Linked DNA regions of Mus musculus: all the other regions are linked to region 1. Evidence: chromatin contacts called from public promoter capture Hi-C data. All regions are on one chromosome and are shown on one strand. The core of a region is the stretch at or near the end of the contact, and the rest is flanking DNA. Distances in the headings are between cores, read along the strand shown.

Region 1 (3,355 bases), core at 322-2,821:
CTGAAGTAAGAGTCTCCCTGTCTCTCTGTCTCTCTCTCTGGCAGGTGTGTTTTCTAAAAAATTAAATAAGCCGGGTGTGGTGGCACACACCTTTAATCCCAGCACTCGGGAGGCAGAGGCAGGCGGATTTCTGAGTTCCAGGCCAGCCTGGTCTACAAAGTGAGTTCCAGGACAGCCAGGGCTATAAAGAGAAACCCTGTCTCGAAAAACCAAAATAAATAAATAAATAAATAAATAAATAAATAAATAAATAAATAGATAAATAGAAATAAATAGCTGTCCCATTTTAAAAAAAGCCTGAGGCCAGGGCTCACACCAGTTCAGAAAGTAGCAATAGTTTCTGGTCTCTGTTTTATTCTTTGTTTTGTTTGTTTTCATAGCTGAGCCAATCTCTTTTTGAGATTCTTAGGCCTGTCCATGTTTAACTCTATGAAGTTCAATTTAAAGACCTTGAGAGATTTGCTCAAGTCAAGTTCAATCAAAAGGGAGAAATTATATGAAACCAACACAAGGCTACACACACACACACACACACACACACACACACCATACTAACCCCAAGTTCTGATTTACTAAGTAGGTCCGGTGAGATGACTCACGAGATAAAAGTCCCTGTTGCCGGGCCTGATGACCTGAGCTCCATCCCTAGAGTCCACATGGTGGAAGGATGGTGGAAGGAGAGCTGACTCCAGCAGGCCATTTTCAGATGCACTTGTGTGCATTGGTGCACACACATAAATAAATAAATAAACAAACAAACAAACAAATAAATAAAACTGCCAGGCCATTTTCAGATGCACTTGTGTGCATTCGTGCACACACACAAATAAATAAATAAATAAATAAACAAACAAACAAACAAACAAAACTGCCAGGCACCTCTCTTGGCAGCCTGTTCCACGCTATCTATTGACCATTAATGTTTGTTTCAGATGACTCAGTCACCAAATGGGAAGCAATGTCTAGCAACTCTTTCATCATAAAAGCCACTTTGAGACATTTTAAAATGAAGAAGTACTCCCCTTCCCCCTTCTCCACTCCTATCAACTGTCTTGGCTACACGTTAAGAGCGAACGAAGCTCTTAATGGTCACCAAATAGTCAAGTAACCTAGAAAGTGACTTGCTGCCTCCTAGAAGGGACTGGAACTGATAATCAGGGAAAACAAAAAAACAAACGCCCTGCTCCAGACGCCTGGCAGCCAGGAAGGCGGGGTTAGGTCTGAACTGGGAAAATGGAAATCGAGCAATACTCACAATCATTATAAAGGTGCCCAGGAACTCAGAGAGTGTCTCCTTAGCCAGACAGCTCTTCAGGGCCAGCCTCTGCACGAGGTTCTTCTTGGCTCGGTCCTTCTCAGAAGGCATCTTGGGGTTTCTGCCAGAGGTAAGCTTTCCACCAAGGTCTGCTCGCTCAGTTTCCTGCCTTCACTACCACATGAAAACCAAACCAAACAAAAAAGAATTTTAAAAAAACCAAGCTCACTTAGCTCTGCACGGATCTCTGGAGGCGACTAAAGAGATACCTGACTGTGTCAGAGAGCCTGTCCTAATTAGGAACTGTGACTTAATCCTTGTCTGCCTCTGCTGTCAGCCCCTCCCTCCCTCCCAGCTCATTGCTATTTGTTTGCATTAATGAGTTATAATTCCAAATCCTCAAAATGACTCTTTTTGTACTTGACAGATTAATCATTACCTTTATTCTCTGTTCTCTGGCTACTTTTTCTCTGTTGGCTTTCTTTCTTTTTTTTTTTTTTTTCCAGGAGATGAGAAAAGAGATGCTACGTTGGTTGGGTTGCCAAACCAGAGATGGGCCTTGGTCCAGAAGAGATTTACCTGTTACACAACTTCAGCCTTCTGATGATTTGTTTTCTCCTATTCGGAAGTGGGCAGTTTGGGTGTAATTTAGAATAGTTCAATCAGGTATAGACACCTTCACTGTGAACATTCTCTCCTGAAGGTTTTCTTCCAAACTGGAGAGTGTAAGGGAAAGAGACTAGGCTGGCTCTAGTAGTGCCTCGGGGAGTTCATGGGACTGCTGGAGTCTTTCTGAAGGGCTCCAGAAATAACTAAATTAACTTATGGAAGGGCAGTTTAAAGGCTCCGAAATGTAAGTTTATGGGGCATTGGGTTAGTGCTGCCTTTAATCCCAGCGCTGGGGGTAGGGTGGGGGGTGAGGTGTGTGTGTGTGTGTGTGTGTGTGTGTGTGTGTGCAGAGACAGGTTGATCTCTGTGAGTTCAAGGGCCCAGCCTGGTCTACATGAGTTCCAGGACAGTTGGGGCTATATAGAGAAACCCTGTCTTGAGAGGAAAAAAGGGGGGGGAGGAGGGAGGGAGGGAAAGAGGGGGGAGGGGAGGGGAGGGTGTTAAGGTGTTTATGGGACAAGATGGGAACTCCCTCTTGTTCACTGAAGTGGTCTCCCTATCTGGTAAACAGAGTTTAGGATTCAAGAATCAGAAAGATAGAGAAAGCAGAGGACTGGAATTCTAGCCCTCTGACCAGTCAATCCCATCCCAGTTAAAGAAGAGAGGAGTAACTATGCCCCACTAAGGTATCTAGTTTAAATCTGATGAATTAACATCCTCACAGGCAACAGACTACATCTTATAATAGCTTCTTGACCTGATCAATAAGCAAGCCCTGATTTCCAAAGCTGGTTTGTCTGAAAAGACGGAATTGGAGGCAGTAGTCTCTAAACACCCCCAGGCAGTCCACTGACTTGAACCCATGCTATGCTCCCTCCCTCCCTCCCTCCCTCCCACCCTCCTTCCCTCCCTCAGAGCAGCCTGCCCAGTTCCCAGTCTTCTTTGGGGCCCTCCTCTACCTTTGCAGGAGGCCCTCAATCATTTCCAGCTGAGGAGGCAGGCTGGAAGGGGTGAGGGGAGGCTGTGAGCAGAGCAGCTGGGAAGAGCCCAGAGGCAGGATCAAACACCTAAGCTGCAGGTAAAGTTTACAGTTCAGACCGAAGAGGTCAATACTATAAATTTAAAAAATAAATAAATAAAAAACAATCTAGCATTTCGACTTTAATTCCTGATTAAATGGTCATGATGAGGATGTAGCTGAAACACCCAGAAGTTTGCTTTAACTCCTGGTTAGGTGATCATGGATAGCTTTGTCTTGGAGAGTTTCCTATGACCACATTATGCCCAAGTCCTGGTGGCTCGACCAGAGGAACAGGACTTTATTGCTCTGACTTCAGCTAATAAGACACAAAGCGTGTTCTTCAGAGTCCACGCTCACTCACCTGACAAATATTTATGGCATACTTGCTGTGTGCCAAGCACTGCCTGTAGCAAAAGCACGGGGCAGTCTTGCTTGTCACAGGGCTGGCTATGACGGAGACCAACATTAGA
Region 2 (3,355 bases), core at 363-2,862, 770 kb before region 1:
AGTGATGTTCAAAAGCTTGCTCCCCAGCACTCCCTGGCATACCGGCCCTGGAAGGTTCACAGAACATGGTGTATCTGAGCTGGAAGGACTGGGCATGAGTCCGGTTCAGCCGGTGGCTCCTTTCGCTTTTACTCATCAACTATCTCCTTCAGCACGCTTATTGGACAGCTCATGACTGTCACTTAACGTGTGTGCTTTGGTGTCTTCGTATGTATAATGGGGAGAATAAGATGCCAATAACTGAGAACTGGCAAGATGACTCAGCAGGGAAGGCTATTTGTTATCAACTATTAGGACCTATGTCTGATCTCTAAGGACCCTCATGGTAAGAAAGAACAGACCCTCCCTCCCCAAAGGCATCCCCTGACCTCCATATAAGAGCCCTGGTAAGCATTACACACACATCAGCAAGTTAATTAAACTTTTAAAAATTAAAATTAATTAATTAATTAATTAAACTTTTAAAAATGGATAAACCAATTTTGGGTGTGAAAACCTAACACTGGTACAGGGATGAGACATTGATCTCAGTGCCTGCACTCTGGTCTTTTCTAGCCAATAATGTAGGATTCACCCTGCAAGGCAAATTCTCAGCCTGCAACCCGGATGTGCTGTGCATGGCTCCGTGGTCTCTCAGGAAGCATGAATCGCATTCTTCGATACAGTGAGGTTATGCTTGGGTGTGATGCCCTGCCCAAAAGAGAGAGAAGTTAAATAGATTTGTTAGGTTATGGGACAAAAAGCACACTATGCAGTTCGCCTGAACTAAAGCCCATCAGATCCAAACAGGAAAGTTGAGCTTCACTGTACAGAAGTTCCATGAGATGGCTGAGCAGATCAGAGCCCTCCCTGAGAGCCTGAGTTCGAATCCCAGTACCATCCGAAATTCCATTTCCAGAGGATCCTAATGCCTTCTTCTGACCTTCAGAGGCATCAGGCACACACACACACACACACACACACACACACAGTACATAGATACATATGCAGACAAAACACCCATACATATAACATTAAGTATTTTTTTTATTACATATAAAGGCAGCAAATAGATGCCCCAGCAGGTAAATGTGCTTGCTGCAATGCCTGATGACCTGGCTTCGGTTCCCAGGACCGCCATGGAGGAATAAGAAAACCAATCCCAGCAAACTGCCCTCTGACCCTCACAAATGCCTGGGCTGGTATCTCCCTCAAAACACTCACACAGAATGCAAAAATTTTCCATTAAGAAAATTACATGTAATCAGATACCAGATTTGTTTGATAGTGTGTAGTTTTATAGCTACATACTAACATATGTGTCTGCAGAGATACGGCAGGTCCACAGATAAAGTAACTTGGACTGTTGACATATCAGCAGGGTTGCAACTTTATTATGAAACTGACATTCTCGGTGTTGTCTCCATTGTCCCAGTGAAGGCTCTGTCTTTATAACACAGTTCTCAATCCTCGAGTGTGTGTGTGTGTGTGTGTGTGTGTGTGTGTGTGTGTGTTGCTGGGGGTGGGGGGTGGGGTGGATATTAGAAATACAAACAACACAAAATAGCAGAGGGGCCAAAATTACCCAAAATTGCACAGACAGTTCAAAACAAATGGAGGGACAGCCTGCTGGTTTTTTTTTTTATTTGATATCTGGATCCAGATGTATTATGTCCATCTCAGTCTGGCCTTGAGCTCACGGAGATGAGATTGTCCTGCCTCAGCCTCCCCAAGTGCTAGAATTACAGGTGTATGCTGTCGAGCCCGGCTCAGAAAAGCATTTTCCAATTTTCATTTTTATCTTTTCATGTGTAAAGATATTTTGCCTGGAGGTGTGTCTGTGCATCGTGTATGTGCCTAGTGTTCTCAAAAGCCAGAAAAAAAGCAGAACTAGCATTACAGTTGTGAGTCACTATGTGGGTGCTGGGAACCAAATCAGGGTTCTCTGCAGGAACAGCGAGTGCTCTTAACTGCTGAGTCATCTCTCCAGCCTAGGAAAGCATTTTCCATGAGGGTGAATTCAGGAAGGGTCTGGTCTCCTGAGCAGCAGGGAGTAATAAAACTAAACAAAAATGCCTAAATTGCAACAGTTGCCAGTTCCTGGGGTTAAATGGCTTCCTTTTTTGTCAACTTGACACAAGCTAGGGTTATCTGGGAAGACAGACCTCAACTGAGAAATTGCTGCTATCAGATTTTCCTTGGAGGCAAGCCTGTGGAGCATTTCCTTACGGACTGATGTCGGCAGGCAGTATACTCCTAGGTGGGTGGGTCCTGAATTGTATGAGAAAGCCAAGTGAGCGAGCTGGTAAGCAGTATTCTTCCATGGTCTTCGCTTGGGTCTTGCCTTGAGTTCCTGCCCTGACTTCCCTTTGTAATAAAGCACAGCCAGAGCAACTTGCTTCTGTCAGTGTTTCATGGCAGCAACGGGCAGCAAACTAGGATACATAGTAAATATACACACCATAGCCAGGTCAGGCTGAGCCACCAGCATGGCTACTCAGAAAGTGTGTGGGACTGGGGAGGGGGACAGAAGGGGACGGGGTGGGGGATGGGATGGGATGAAGCTTGCTTATTTCGTTTGCTAATTTAATTGTAAGTTGGTAAGATTTGGCTTTTAATGACTGTTTCACAAGTCGTTGACACAGTTCCTGAAAGTCTCTGCCATCCGCTCTGCTGAGGACGGAGCCAGCTCTGCTCAGTGGCCCTTCTGCACTGAGTTGGCAGTCACTCTGGCTGGGAGTGGTACCTAAACGACCTCATTAATCAATTTCTGGCAGTGTGTTGAAAGCCATTAGTTCTCCATATTTATTACACAGGATCGCCACCTAGTGACACTAGAGATCGGCTGGGTTCTGGAGGCTTGGGGGCTCTTTCTAGCCTAGCCTGGGTAATGGCAGTTGTGTTGTGACTGGCTGTGCTCTGTGATGCTTCCAGGTCCCTAGACTGCTAAACCCAGGCGTCAGTCAGCTCTTCATCTGCATAGATTCCTTACTGCACACTGAATTCAAGTATAGACCCTGTCTTAAAACCGTAATGAACAATAAAAGAGAGGCAGGTGTTTGAGCAGTTCCCCTGCTTCTTGGGACACGTTCAGCAGCTCCCAGCATACAAGGCCTGGGCCTTTCCAAGGTTCAACTATGCATTGTATAACCCTTGCCCTACCAACTGATTCAAGAGAAGCTTTATGGAGATAGAATCAATCCATTTGAAATGCCCAGTATTATAATTTTAGTGTATTGACAAAGTTGTGCACAATGGCCATAATCTAATTTTAGAATTCTTCCCTCCTCATAAAACCTTCCGACACACAAGGCATAACTTTAATCCCAGCCCTCTGGAGGCAAGTGGATCGAGGCTAGCCTTGTCTACAGAATGA
Region 3 (3,355 bases), core at 503-3,002, 740 kb before region 1:
TTCAAGCAGTTTTCAAGCGACACCAAAGCCTCCCACCTAAATGATTACTTCTTATAAGTAACCTGCGTCTGCTGTTAAGAGATCCCTGTCGGTTCTCTTAGAAACTTCCATTCACACAGTATAGCTGCAATGATAAAGAGCTTTGATACCAATAGTTAATGATAGCCCAGCTGTTTAAAACTCCATGTTTCAGACTTCACACCAGCTTGGGTTATAACGCCAACCAAAGAATAAGAAATAGCACTTCCAAGGAAAGCCCTTCAGAAACAGCTTCCTATAGCATAGACTCAAATTAAGGACATTCCCAATGACAACAGGATGGGGAAGTCATTTTACCTCTCAAGTATTGGGAGAGTCAGACTTGAATGAAAACGAAAAAAAAAAAAAATAGTGTTACTTGAAATTAATTGCCTTCATCTTGAATACAGTTAAGAAACAAGGCTTGCTATTCATACCCCAAAGTTTACAGTGTGGTACAATAACAAGTATTCCATGAGAAAAAAATATTTAACTTTCTGAGTGTTGGGGGAGGGGGGGAACTAATCCTACAAAACAAACAAAAAAACCTCTCCAAAGGTTGGGGTTTTTTTGTTTTTTTTTAAGATGACCTGTGTAGGATAGACCAGATAAACTGTACCCCATCCCTACACAAGACTTTAACTGTTAAATAATTTGAAAGAACAAATTAGACAAAAATTAACTTGTTAGTGGCAGTTAGAGCTACAAGACATGAACCCTGACTGTATGTTCCTCATTGTTTAGGATTCTGATCCCCAAATCTAAGCTGTTCGGTCTTTACTGCTAGCTTCCCACGGCTAAATTCAAAATGAGTTTGAAAGTTCAATTTCTTATGAGTTAAAGCCTGGTAATGAGGGGTACCCCTGAATTCACTGGGAAGAGGAATTGGAGGCTTTTAACTAGCCAGGACAATGGCAGCAGCTGTGTCGGGGGCCCTCTTGTTTTCAACTAAAGTAGACCGACCCTAGTACAATTAAAGCCTAAAAGTCAGTAATACTTTCATTCTCAAAAAGGTAATTAAAGGAATTTGGCCTTTTGCCCAACTGTCTGCCATCCTAGGATCCAAGTTTTGTACGTTTCCTCTTACACTTGGGTGTTTTTGTTTTTTGTTTTTTGCTTTTTTCGAGACAGGGTTTCTTTGAATAGCCCTGGCTGTCCTGGAACTCACTCTGTAGACCAGGCTGGCCTCGAACTCAGAAATCCGCCTGCCTCTGCCTCCCAAGTGCTGGGATTAAAGGCGTGCACCACCACCGCCCAGCACTTAGGTGGGTATTTGTTTTCATTTTGTTATTTCTGTTTTTTTTTTTTTTTAAGAGGACAAAACCACACTTTAATGACCTTGGCCAGGAAGGCAGTATGAAGACGCGAATGGGAAGCTCACACGAAGCAAACTGAAAAATGTGAAAAGTAGAGAAATGGCACTGGGCGGCTTCCCGGTTCCTCCCGGTCCTCATCCCCAGCGCAGCACAGCCCTGAGTGGTAACAGGAATGAAGACCCCAGGCCGGGCCTCTGGACCGCTTTAGCTCTGCCAGGGCCTCTCCGGCAGCCTCCCGGGCTACCCGGCAGGACAGGGCACCGTAGCCCCGGCGCACTCACCGTCGGGCGTCGGAGCAGCGCCATGAGGGCCGCCCTGGCAAGTGCGGACGAGGCACAGCCACTCCGGTCTGCGACACCGTTGGGAGGGTCAGGGCCCCGCCGCTCCGCGTCCACCGCCCGGTCCGCGATTCAAATACCGCGCCGCTGACGCACTATTGGGTAGACGCACGCAGGGCGCGCGCAACCCATTGGCTAGACTGGAAGGCCTTTCTGCACGTTGATTGGCTGGCTTGTATTTGCTTGTCATAGCAACCAGCGAGGCCACCAGGCTTTGTTGTTTCCTTGTCTACAGTCTTATTTTCAAATTCTAGTCCCTGATATTAAATAAAATAATTTTTCCTCCTACTGGAAAAGATTGTCTTAATTTTAGGGGTAGGAGTGGGGAGCCATCACCTAAGGACATATGTCTTTAAAAGTTTGTTCTGGGTTAGGTAGAAGTGGGTTCCAGAGAACTTCCTGGAAATGCTACTTCTGACCTTACTTCCTCTTCCGGAAACGTCTACCTGGGAATTTGGATTGGAATGGTCTGGCAAATGAAGCCATCGTCTCCAGGTCGTTCAGGGCTACAAGATGATTGTGACTCGGATGTGTACTGTATGTGGTCTTCCTAAAACAGATCCCCAGCAGAGTCATAATTCAAACTAGACGTGATTTGTGTGACTTCCAGCACAATACAGTAGAACTCAGAAACTATTTGTCAAATGACGGTGTGATGTGCACAAGATTTCAAAAGAAAAATAATGAGTATCCCAAGTTGTGAACAGTGAGAGACAAGACAGAAAACAAAAACAAAAACAAAAAACAAAACCAGAATATTACCCTGGGGAAAAGACTAGGTAACAACACAGAAAATGGTGCAGTGCCAGCAGAACGACTTGAGATCAGGCTACCCCATCAGTCTTGTTCAAGTCCCTTCTATTGGGAAATAATAAATGCTCCCTCCCCCTTCGCCCAAATCTGACATTTCCAATCTGAGTCTAAAGGAAGAACCAGTGTTGTCCAACACTCCCACCTGAAAAGACAAGGTGGCAGTACTACCCCTCGACCTAAATTACACATGGATATTGGAAACCAAAGGAGCAGAAATAACTATTTATATCCCATTAAGTTCTCTCAAGTACCTGCTAAAGGAAATGAAAGTTCTGTGGCTGCTGACTCTTGGTCCATCATCCTTACAATCACAGAGGTTACGCATAGCTTTCTCTTTCTTGGGAAGCTTTGGTTTGGATTGGGGAAGAAAATGTGCTCTGCAGTTTGTACTATTAGCACATGCTTGTAATAATTCCAGTTACTTGGGAGGCTAAGGCAGGAGGATTTTTTTTTTTCCTGAGACAGGGTTTCTTTGTATAGCCCTGGCAGTCCTGGAACTCACTCTGTAGACCAGGCTGGCCTTGAACTCAGAAATGGCAGGAGGACCTCTTAAACTCATGATTTCAGCACCAATTTGGCAACTCAGACCTATTCTCTAACTGAACTTTAACTTTAACAAAGCCATTGGCTGTACTTCAGGTTACTGTGGTGAATGGACTTCACAACATGGTCGCATGTGTTCTAGGCCGGTTTACAGCTTTCTATGTAGTTGAGGATGACCTTGAATTTTTTTTTAATACTTTAAAAAAAGATTTATTTATTTTATGTAATATGAGTACTGTCATCAGACACACCAGACAGACATTAGATTCCATTACAAATGATTGTAAGCCACCAGGTGGTTGCTGGGAATTGAACTGAGGACCTCTG
Region 4 (3,355 bases), core at 259-2,758, 680 kb before region 1:
CAAACCATGTAATTATACCTAAAGGGAAATTCAATGTGATACCAGAGTACACAACTGTTGTGTGACAAAATTTGTTCTGGAGAGACAACACGGATATCTACTCACGCTAGATAGGGATCCCACAAAAGACCAAAGTTTGGATACCACCAAAGTCCAACTTGGTGAACCCACGAATGTTATTGGCGTTTCTTAAAGGAATATGAGAGAGGTTGCTTACAGGAGCAGAATGACTCAAAGACAGCTGCATGGCCCAGACCCACCCAGCATGACTGACAGCTCACCAAAGCTCGGAAACCCAGAGCACATGGCACAACCTGCATACAGCTCAACAGGCTGAGTGTCCTTTCCAAGTTGGACTCTAGTCTAAACCTCTTGCAGGCACCTGGTCTGATCTCAGAGTCTTCTTTGAAGCTTTTCTCCTTTGAAAGTTTTCTTTGTTACTCAGCTGACAGGGAGGGGCCTAGTCAATCTGGACAGATTCAGGGACTACCTGAATATATATTGAGTTGTTTACTTTCCTGCATAAGGAGCTTCCCTGCAAGAGAGAATGTTTTAATCCTAGAGGAAATTGCTGTACAACACATATGCTGTAATCTCATTATTAACACTAGTCCAGTGTCTAAGTTTATAGACATGTTAACTATTAGAGAACAATCATTAAAATCCATTTCACAAAACCTGGTATTGGGCTGAAGAGATGACTCAGCTGTTAAGAGCACCGACTGCTCTTCCAGAGGTCCTGAGTTCAATTCCCAGCACCTACATGGTGGCTCACATCCATCTATAAAGGGATCTGATGTCCTCTTCTAGAGTGTCTGAAGGGAACAATGGTGTACTCAGATATATAAAATAAATAAATAAATAAATCTTTTTTTAAAAAACTGGTATTAAAAGTACAATAATTATCTCTGTGTTAGCTGGGGGGGGAAAAGGATCAATAAAAAAAATTGAAAAATAAGTCAGGGTGATATTTTACACTTTTAATCCTAGCACTCAGGAGGCAGAGACAGGATCTCTGAACTCAAGGCCAGCCTGATTTACAGAATTAATTTCAGGACAGTTAGGTCTACATTGTCTCAAGAAATCAATAATAAAAACAAATCAAACAACAACAAAAAACCCAAATAAACAAAAAAAAAAAATTGAAAATTAAGGGATTTAGCTCAGTGTTTGAGAGCTTACCCAGCTCAAAACCCTGGCTTCAGTAACACTGAGTCAGGGAAAGAAAACAACATGTAAAGAAAACAGTCTCCATACTCCCCAAGTAACTATCTGCTAATGGTCAAAGCTTTAAACTTACAAACCAGAGATTTCTTATTTTACCTTTCAGCTCCTAAAACTGAAGTTCAAGCTGCCTCCTGGTTTCTTTGGTGACTGGGAGGCAGCAAGCTGAGGGTGCTCTATTTTAAATAGAAGCACTACGTTTACTGTGGTTTACACACACAGTCCTTTGCTTTAGACAGGGTCTTAGTATGTAGCTTAAACTTCCAATCCTACCTCAGATGACAGGTATGTGCCACCTGATCTGCTTACTCAGAACTCTTCAAAGAGAACACGCCCACTGAAGCAGTGAGTATCTCTGTGAGAAATGAAAACTACTGTTTGAAATAGGCAGTGTGAAGCAAAATTAAAGAAAGCCACAGTAAAAATGAAAATGTTTCTGTGCTCAGTTATTCAGATAATTATAAAGCAGTCATGTGCTAGACCTGTGGATAACAGTGGGTAATACAAAAAAGAAAATACTCTTTAAAAAAAAAAATCAAGATCCTGTACTCTAAGAAGCTCACAATTTACTATCAAACAGAATCTGACTTTTGTGGCAGGACATTTGACCACACTATGATTGTGTCATTTACTGAAAAACTTGTTTCTAGCTGTGTTGTGGCTCAGCCTCCCTAGCACACACCTTAAATCCTTCTGGCTGGACTACAGACACACCCTTAGAACACTCCTTTTAATCCCAAACTAAGAAGATAAAGTTAGTTTGTAGAAGAAAGCACCTAGTTAGAAGTTGACGTTGTGTTTAAGTGGCAGACAAAGATTTGACAGAATAGGATATGCCCAACTATCAGAAGAGAGAGGAGGAAAGGGAAGATACTTAAGAGAACAGGGGTGGGGGGTAGTTTTACCAGTAGTGTTTTACAGAGACAGGTTGAAGAGAGAGAACAAGCTAGACACAGGTAAAGACAGAATGAGCCAGAAAATGAGGAGATTAGAACAGATTGCTAGAGTTAGTTTCAAGCAAAGCAGAGTGATTCAGAAGAAGCTGAGAGAGAAGTCAGATTCAGTCAGCCTGAAGAAGAATATGATGAGCCAGAACACCTAAGCTGAACCAGCCAAGCAGAACTCGGGAAGAACTAGGAAGGGTGATCAGCAGTAAGTCTCAGAGGCTGACGTTCTAGGCCTACATTAGATTGCACAGAGACTAGAAGCTTCCAGGATTAGGCCTAGGTTAACAGACTGAGGCAGCAAGCCTAGGAGGACAATTATTAATGCAGGCCAATTATATTTACAGACTTTAATGAGTCAAAATGCACAACACACTATGGGGGAACACAGAGGATACAGCAAATAGGAATTCTGGTACCAGCTTCATGCAGATAAGATACCCACGTGACACAGTGAAGGAAGGGTGAAAGAGCAGATGTGTCTAACAACTGAATTGTGTCCTAAGATGTAGAACTCTCAACTGCTTAGCAGCTTTTCTGGTTTTATGTCTTCAGTAGGGAGAAACCAACTGGGGTCAAATTATCAAAGAATGAGGGATCACACTGCCTAGCATCATTTAGGGAAATGCAAAAACTAGGGAATAAAAGGACTAAGCTAGAAAGAGTCAAGACACCCAAGGAAGTTCTCCATGAACAGACAAAGAACAGTTTTAGCCATTTCACTGGGTTAGCACAAGTGACTAATAATCTTTCCACCCACTTCCTGGTGCCAGAGCAATAAAGAAAATGGTGGCTTCTATACTGTCATAACAGATTGTTCATTTTTAGTCTTTACCTCTTATTTTGAGAAAATCTTAATTAGCAAATTAAAAGGTTTCCTGTTTGGTCCCTAAGTGGGTACAAATCCTACAATCTAAGGTAAACTACCAATTAAAATGGCAAGAAATAAGAAAACTTTAAAAAATAAAAAGCTAAATCTTTTCTAAAATTCACTGACTCTTCCTTAAACTGTTATAAGAAAAAACTGTTGCTCTGACCAAAACCTTTCTTAAAACTGCAGCTGCTATTTCACATCAGGTTATACACACATGAAAAAGTGAGCAAAAGCAACCATGAGCTCTTCTAAAACCAGTCCATGGACTTTCTGGATTTCTGAGTGTCTAAGAGGAAGCAGGCAAATGTTCTGA
Region 5 (3,355 bases), core at 310-2,809, 620 kb before region 1:
AAGTCATAAAGAAATGCTGAACTGACTGACTGCCAGGTATGATTTTATAACGTCCAGTTTTCCTCCATTTGAACCAATGATTCAGAAAGAGCAACCCAAAGTAAGGCACACCTCACCCTTACTATTTATTTATTTATTTATTTATTTATTTATAAAGGTAGGATTCCTCTGTGTGTAGCAACCCAAAGTAAGGCACACCTCACATTTATTTATTTATTTATTTATTTATTTATAAAGGTAGGATTTCTCTGTGTAGCCCTGGCTGTCCTGGGTCACTCTGCAGATACCAGGCTGGAGTGTAGTGTATCTCAGAGATCCACAAGCCTCTCTCCCCTTAGTGCTGATAGGCATGTCCCACCACTGCCCAGTCCAATTTAAGTTTTATAACCAGGAAACTGGAGAAAGATGTAAAACAAAACAACCTCAACCCCACCTTTGTTAGCACCTTAGCATTCCTTCTAGGCTCCGCCCAACACTTACCTAGCAACAGCCAGGTAGGCCTGGATGGGAATGTCCCCCCCCCCCCTTTGACTCCTTTCTTCCTCTCCCCTCCCCCCTCCACGTGTTCTTGGCCGGGCTCTTCTCTTCTGTCTTCTCCCTTTCTCTGCCTCTACTCCCTTCTCAGCTCCCCTTGCCATACCCCCAAATAAACTCTATTCTATACTAGACCAGTCTTATGGATGGTACCTGGGGTGGGGATGCCTCAGCATCAGCCGGATGAGGCAGTCCCTCCCACCGCTCTATACCTCGCTCTACAAAACATACCCTTGCCTTTACAAAACATCACCCACCAGTAAATGTTAATTCAGTTCCCTGTGTTTCCTAACTTTGTCCAACTTTGTGTTAATTCTATAGATATTTACGCTGTGATGATTAATAATATTAAAATTACTAAGAGATACTATGCGGGCTATTTCTCCATAAAGTGGCCCCTGTCCTTGACATACCAAATGCTGGCGGCGCAGGGCAGAGGATACTGTATAGGATCAGGGCAACATATACTTTTAAGTTATTCTCCTTTTGTGAACAATTTCATTGAGCCATCAGGCCCGTCGGAGGGGATGGGCAAGCTGAGGCAAACGAGGAGAGGACGTTTGCCTGGTAGTTTTCAGGCAAAGAGGGGCTAAGCTTCAGGGGGTCACAGCGTGACACTGTCCCCTGGGCTCTCGGCCTCAGGTTTCGCTGGGCGTTCCGGGGCGGAACCCGCCGACCTAAGTTCACTAGTATACCCCGACCACCTTTCCACGATGATTCCGTACTTCTTCCGGGAAGGCTGGCGCACACGCCCCCTCATTTCGGTGAAGAGACGCACCTACTCTCCCTACTATGGGGTGCCTCTCAAGTGGCGATGGCTCTAGGTAAGAGATGAGAGGAGAAGGAGGCTAATGGAGAGGCGGGAACCGTGGTACCGAGGACAGCTGAGCGGTTGGACACGCGGAGACTTTCCCGGGACCACGCCAGAGGCCGAGCCACCGGTCCGCTGCGAGCTCCGCCCCCTCCATGCCTGCTCAGTGCGCACGCGCACCCGTCATCCGGGTGCCGCTGCAGGTTGCGCTGGAGCAGAGTCGGGGGCGTGGTCCCCGTGGGGGGGCGTGGTCAGTGGCTCATTGTGCGCAGCGTAGCGCGGCGCCGCTGGCCGCCCGGGGCCCGGGTTGGAAGTTGGTGCTGCCGCGGCCACCGCCTCCACCGCCGCTGCCTCCTCCTCCGCCGCCGCCGCCGCCCTGCAGCCCACTAGCTGCCTCGGCAGCGCGTTGCTTTCCCAAAATGGCTGCCGCTGCCGGGGCCGTGGTAGCCTCGGCCGCCTCTGGGCCGGCGGAAGGGAAGAAGATCACGGAGCTGCGGGTTATCGACCTCAGGTCCGAGCTGAAGCGCCGCAACTTGGACATCAACGGGGTCAAGACGGTACTGGTCTCCCGGCTGAAGCAGGTGAGGCCCGGACGCTGCGCGCAGGGCAGCGTAGGCCGCGCCGTTTAGGTGCTACGCTTCCGCGGTCGGGGCGGACCGGGTGGTGCCTGTGCGTGCCCGGCGCGCGGGGCCCGCGCCTCCGCGAGGAGCCTGGCCTTCCAGCGGCCTCGCGAGCCGCCGCCGGTCGCGCCCCCTGCCTCCCCTGGGACGCCCTCTCCATCGGCTCTGCGGCCTGCGGAGGGTGGAGCTGCAGACCCTGGGCGGCGCTGGGTACCCCGGCCTACGGGCGGTGCGCAGCGCGTGCATCTCTCGGGCTCCGAGGCGATGGTTAGTTTGCTGACTTGGCCGAAGTTACCGTTTAATTGTGTCCAACCGTTTCTTCACCCCTGTTCAGAGAAATCCGTAGTGGGAGTTGATGAGTGGATGAGAAGGGAAGATTCATCTTTTTTTTTCCCCACTAGGCTTTTAACTGATTTATTTTTAATTCTTAATTTCTGATTGCATCAGCGTAATCATCCACGTTCTCAGTCCTGTTAAGCTTTCAGGTTTATTCGCGTGAAGCCTTGGAATCGGAGACGGGAACAAGTGTACGCAATACGTTAGGAAAACTCTTCCTTATTTAAGTAGCTACAAACTTTCTGTAATAGAACATATTTAGGTTCTTGTTCAGTATATGTGACATGGAACCATCGACTGGGTGGAATTTCAAGTTCCAGGACATTTCGATACTCAATGACACCCTCCACCCCTTTCTGTGTAGCATAATTACTCGTTTGTGAAGTCGGTTTGTAAAATAACTGGCAATTCTAATGTTTTGAGGCTGGAGGTTTGGTAATATATTTTCATTAAGTTTTTATAAAATAAGTTTAGATAGTTTGTGTAGCATATTAACTTCTCTTTCTAATGTAGGCTATTGAAGAGGAAGGAGGCGATCCAGATAATATTGAATTAACTGTTTCAACTGATACTCCAAACAAGAAACCAACCAAAGGCAAAGGTTGTTACGAGTTCTGAACATATTTTAAAATATATTTTGGTTCTATAACTTGGCTCTGCTCTTGTACCACTCGCCCTGTTTATATAGTGCTATTCTTTGCTATTTCCCTCTGGCACTCTGCCTTCTTGGGTCAAGGAAGAAAGTTACTGTTAGCAGGCTCTGAGTAACTTGCAGCCTTTCAGATTCGGCTGAAGATGACCAGAAAATAAGAAAGTTCTTTATTGATTCTGGGGAAAGGTACAAAGTTAAGTTGCATACCGATCCTTCATAGTAGGAATATCTGAAGAAAGAAATACAGTTTGATCCATGTCTACCTTGCCCCACAATTGGCAGAGTTTTGGTGAAATTCCCACTAGACCTTTCCTTGGCTCTTTGCTGTTCTCTCTAGTATATTCAAGATCTGTAACCTTTGTTTAATGTTTTAATTGACATACTGCTTATTTCCCATTTATT
Region 6 (3,355 bases), core at 433-2,932, 570 kb before region 1:
TTGCCACACCATGCCAGCACCTCTCCCCTCTCTTCCTTTCTCTCTCTTTTCCTTTCTTTCCTCCCTCCCTTCCTCCCTCCCTCCCTCCCTCCCTCCCTTCCTCCCTTCCTTCCTTCCTTCCTTCCTTCCTTTGGTTTTTCAAGAAAGGGTCTCACTACATATCCCTGGCTGCCCTGGAATTTACTGTAGACCAGGCTGGCCTCAAACTCAAGAGATCTGCCTGCCTCTGCCTCTTTGTCATAAGTGCTGGGACTAAAGGTGTGTGTCACCACACCCATCCTTCTGTTTTTTTTTTCCCTTCTTGACCCTCCTCTTTGGCTCCTTCAAGCAGATGATCTTCACACATTACTCTTCCCTGCCATCTCCTCATAATGCCTCTCTTTGAGCTCCAGGATGCAGGCAAACTTGTTCCTCTCCAACTTAATTGTTTTCCTTGCCTCAAGCTTCTTTTACCTCTCAGTGCTGCCGTCCTCAAAACCCTGACAGGAAACACAACCCAGTCTTGATCTTTCTTTGTTCTTAGAAGAAATTCAAAATGGTATCCATACAGTAAGCATTTTTCTGATGCTGCCCCTTCCTCTGTCCAGCCCATGGCTGGTCTTCCCAGAGAACGTGTGATAGTCACTCTACCTCTGAATGTGGTGCTGGAACCACACATTTGGTTCTATCATTTACTTGCTTCAAAACCCAGTGGCTTCTGTAGGTCACAGATTTAACCCAGGTTCTCACCTGGCTTTATTGGACTTGATTTATTGCACTTCACTGCCCATTATGATAGAGTTTTGGAGTGTCTTTTTCCTGTCCCTTTCTGGCATCTGTAGTGCTGCCAGAAATATATAAAGATGCTGCAGGCCGGGCGTGGTGGCGCATGCCTTTAATCCCATCACTTGGCAGGCGAATTTGAGTTTGAGGCCAGCCTGGTCTATAGAGTGAATTCAAACCCTGTCTCAAAAAACAAAAAAACAAAAAAAACAAAAAAACCCCAAAACAAACAAATAAAACCCAACAAAGATACTGCAAATATTATTGGCTGACTTTCTGGTAGATAGTTCATGAAGCTCTAGTGTGTACCACAGTCTCCTTAATACCACTAATTAAAGCCAGCGACTAGAGGGTCCCACCCACAGCGACCTGGGTGGGGTTAGAGTGGCTTATGAATTAGGCCTAGCAGAGAGAAACTGAAGGAGGATCTTGTTTAAGGTTTGCCTCTCCATAATTACATCTTGAGTAAAAAGAGGAAGTAGGAAACCTTGAAGGGGCTGTGGGTTTACACTTGGCACAAGTCACTGCTGCTGCTGCTGCTGCGGATCCAGGGTGGATTTCGGAGAAGCCTAGCTGTAGTCTTGTCATGCATAGCATTGGCTTCTGAAGAAGTGGGCATTGAAATGAGAGTGCCAAGGTCACGCTGTTGCAGCCCACCATATATTAGCTCTGTGCCTTGGTCAGGATATACTTCCAGGCCCAGTGGTGGTGGCATATACCTTTAATCCTAGAATTTGGGAGGCAGAGGCAGGCAGATCTGTTTGAGTTCAAGGCCAGCCTGGTCTACAGGGTGAGTTTCAGGATAACCAGGGCTGCACAGAGAAACCCTGTCTCAAAAAACAAAGCAGGATACACTTCCAGTTCTTAGTTTCTTCCCTGGTAAGGAGGGGTTGATAACGAACGGTATGCACTGTACAGGACTAGGGTCTTGGCTGTGGTGAGTAAGGCAGAGAGCAGCCTGTGCCCCTAAGCGTCAGGGGCTATGAAAGCAGCTTGTGATTGTTGGTTTGTTCTGACCTTTGTTTCCCTTTTAACCCCTTCAGCACTGCGTCCCCAGTGAACAGGATTGTACAGATGAGTGGTAACTCCTTGCCAAGAGGAAGCAGCTCGGGGTTTAAGCCGTTTAAGAGTGGACCTCCACGGCGATTTTAACGCAAGCTTCCTGCTGTGGCTTCAAGATAATTTATTGAGATCTCCTGTAAACGTTCCCTGACTGCTTACTAGGAGAACCTCTGACTGCTTGAGAGTTCTAGCTGACTGTTGTTTTTCTTTATAAAAAAATTTAACACGATTTCTTTTCTCAACTTTAGAGAAGATGTTTAAATAGTTCTGTTGAAACTTTTCATAGTTTTGTGTACCATTCAACCTTTTCTTGCAGCACTGAGACCCATTTGAAAGGATTGGCACAAGGCTGTTCTGTTTGGCACTGTGTGAACATGAGTGGTTTGCAGCTGAATGGTAGTGGTTTCATTTGCAGCGTAGCTCTGTGGTGTCACCAGTGTTGGCTGCCTCCATTTTGAAGGCTATTTGAGCTTCAAAAGCCTGCTGTCTAATTTTTAGAGAATAAGATTGTTCCCTGCATTTCGGAGTATTATGTAACCTATTTTTGCAGAAGGTACTGTTACATTAAGTGCATCTGTGTATCCTGGTTAAAAAAAAAATGTAATCTTTTTGGAAATAAACCTTCATATTCTGTATAGTTGCTAATGTATTGAGAACCTTTTTAATTGTAAACTGAAGGTAAAATTTCCATATAGGGAGCAACAGACTTGTTCAGGTTTGCATGGTATAAGACCATGGAGTTGAAGGAGATCTTGTCCATGTGTCATGAAGTTCTCAGTTTACTGAGTTGAGCAGGTAAGTGCACTTGTGGGGGATCTTCATGTTTTGATAGATGGATCCCAATTCTCAGAATCTTGTGATAACATTCCCATCTTTCCAAAATAATGCGGAGACGTGGACGAAGCCCACAGTCTAGATGGGTGAATTTGTCAGGTTTTATGAAATTAAAACCCATACTGAGAGAGAGAGAGAGAAAGAGAGAGAGAGAGAGAAAGAGAGAGAGAGGGGGGGGGAGGAGGGGAGAGGGAAGGAGAGAGAATAAGAGAATGAGAATGTATATATCTTTGTTTCAGTTTCAGGGGTAGTCCTTCAGCCTTCCTGCATGTGAGTCCCAAGCAGCAGACTTGGTAAGAGCTCCAATGGTAGCGTTTGCTCTCTGTTCCTGAGACATGTGTCAGGCTTTTTCTAGTCATGAGTTGATAGCACAGTGGATGTGCTAGAAATCTTATAATCCTTTGTTACAGCATCTTCAGTAGGAAAGCTCTTGACAGTAACTTAGAGCACCACTTATTTCAGCACAGCTTTCCAAAACCCTTTATAGACACCAGCTACTACAACCCAGACTGTTCTGAATCCTGGTCCTGACATTGGTCTGCTCACACCTAGCAAAAGACGGAAGGAGTGGCACTCTGATGTGGAGTCTTTCTAGAAGTTCTTGCCCTGGATGGGGGGGTATGAGTTGTCTCAGACTCTGGGTGGTTGCAAACAGCCACAGGACTCTGGAGTCTAGTTCTTTATGGAAACCCCCTTT

The links. Promoter capture Hi-C pulls out the DNA fragments that hold promoters and counts their contacts.
Region 2: a promoter capture Hi-C map of the HPC-7 cell line shows a contact between it and region 1, with 8 times the contacts expected there. The contact joins the enhancer-like site here to the promoter of Aqp9 in region 1. A contact is called at or near these places in 5 of 39 promoter capture datasets (the C10 cell line, the HPC-7 cell line, hippocampal neurons and 2 more), 2 of 115 datasets of contacts at active chromatin or transcription factors (T-cell acute lymphoblastic leukemia and astrocytes) and 3 of 9 other capture datasets (adipose tissue, embryonic stem cells and pancreatic islet).
Region 3: a promoter capture Hi-C map of erythroid cells shows a contact between it and region 1, with 110 times the contacts expected there. The contact joins the promoter of Ccnb2 here to the promoter of Aqp9 in region 1. A contact is called at or near these places in 18 of 39 promoter capture datasets (the 3T3-L1 cell line, 3T3-L1-derived adipocytes, the C10 cell line and 12 more), 1 of 484 Hi-C or Micro-C datasets (the G1E-ER4 cell line), 5 of 115 datasets of contacts at active chromatin or transcription factors (astrocytes, embryonic stem cells, large pre-B cells and 2 more) and 1 of 9 other capture datasets (adipose tissue).
Region 4: a contact with region 1 is called in a promoter capture Hi-C map of the C10 cell line, with 4 times the contacts expected there. The contact joins the enhancer-like site here to the promoter of Aqp9 in region 1. A contact is called at or near these places in 10 of 39 promoter capture datasets (the 3T3-L1 cell line, the C10 cell line, the HPC-7 cell line and 5 more) and 2 of 115 datasets of contacts at active chromatin or transcription factors (astrocytes and extraembryonic endoderm stem cells).
Region 5: a contact with region 1 is called in a promoter capture Hi-C map of fetal liver, with 6 times the contacts expected there. The contact joins the promoter of Sltm here to the promoter of Aqp9 in region 1. A contact is called at or near these places in 19 of 39 promoter capture datasets (the 3T3-L1 cell line, 3T3-L1-derived adipocytes, the HPC-7 cell line and 13 more), 1 of 484 Hi-C or Micro-C datasets (erythroblasts), 5 of 115 datasets of contacts at active chromatin or transcription factors (astrocytes, bone marrow-derived macrophages, embryonic stem cells and 2 more) and 2 of 9 other capture datasets (adipose tissue and embryonic stem cells).
Region 6: a contact with region 1 is called in a promoter capture Hi-C map of hematopoietic stem and progenitor cells, with 3 times the contacts expected there. The contact joins the enhancer-like site here to the promoter of Aqp9 in region 1. A contact is called at or near these places in 5 of 39 promoter capture datasets (the 3T3-L1 cell line, the HPC-7 cell line, cranial neural crest and 2 more), 2 of 115 datasets of contacts at active chromatin or transcription factors (astrocytes and embryonic stem cells) and 3 of 9 other capture datasets (adipose tissue, liver and pancreatic islet).

What each region holds. Positions count from the first base shown.
Region 1 is chr9:71,161,718-71,165,072 of GRCm38.p6, forward strand. It overlaps Aqp9 (aquaporin 9), which reads right to left and starts at 1,572. Exons shown (of 6, transcript NM_022026.3): 1 at 1,256-1,572. The coding sequence starts at 1,366.
Region 2 is chr9:70,389,944-70,393,298 of GRCm38.p6, forward strand. The region is part of intron 26 of Myo1e (myosin IE); the gene reads left to right. Among named protein-coding and RNA genes, the nearest start is that of Mir5626, 14 kb to the right of the region's middle. Within about 2 kb of position 1,613, at least 28 of the 459 cell types and tissues checked have an H3K27ac peak or open chromatin away from gene starts, as enhancers often do. A contact at or near this core is called in the HPC-7 cell line, adipose tissue and embryonic stem cells, where this site is marked.
Region 3 is chr9:70,419,802-70,423,156 of GRCm38.p6, forward strand. It overlaps Ccnb2 (cyclin B2), which reads right to left and starts at 1,753. Exons shown (of 9, transcript NM_007630.2): 1 at 1,616-1,753. The coding sequence starts at 1,639.
Region 4 is chr9:70,483,428-70,486,782 of GRCm38.p6, forward strand. The region is part of intron 2 of Rnf111 (ring finger 111); the gene reads right to left. Among named protein-coding and RNA genes, the nearest start is that of Gm24615, 9.6 kb to the left of the region's middle. Within about 2 kb of position 1,509, at least 29 of the 459 cell types and tissues checked have an H3K27ac peak or open chromatin away from gene starts, as enhancers often do.
Region 5 is chr9:70,541,156-70,544,510 of GRCm38.p6, forward strand. It overlaps Sltm (SAFB-like, transcription modulator), which reads left to right and starts at 1,560. Exons shown (of 21, transcript NM_025690.4): 1 at 1,560-1,926; 2 at 2,815-2,902. The coding sequence starts at 1,765.
Region 6 is chr9:70,589,774-70,593,128 of GRCm38.p6, forward strand. Sltm (SAFB-like, transcription modulator) reads left to right here. Exons shown (of 21, transcript NM_025690.4): 21 at 1,806-2,464. The coding sequence ends at 1,914. Among named protein-coding and RNA genes, the nearest start is that of Sltm, 49 kb to the left of the region's middle. Within about 2 kb of position 1,683, at least 58 of the 459 cell types and tissues checked have an H3K27ac peak or open chromatin away from gene starts, as enhancers often do. A contact at or near this core is called in the HPC-7 cell line and hematopoietic stem and progenitor cells, where this site is marked.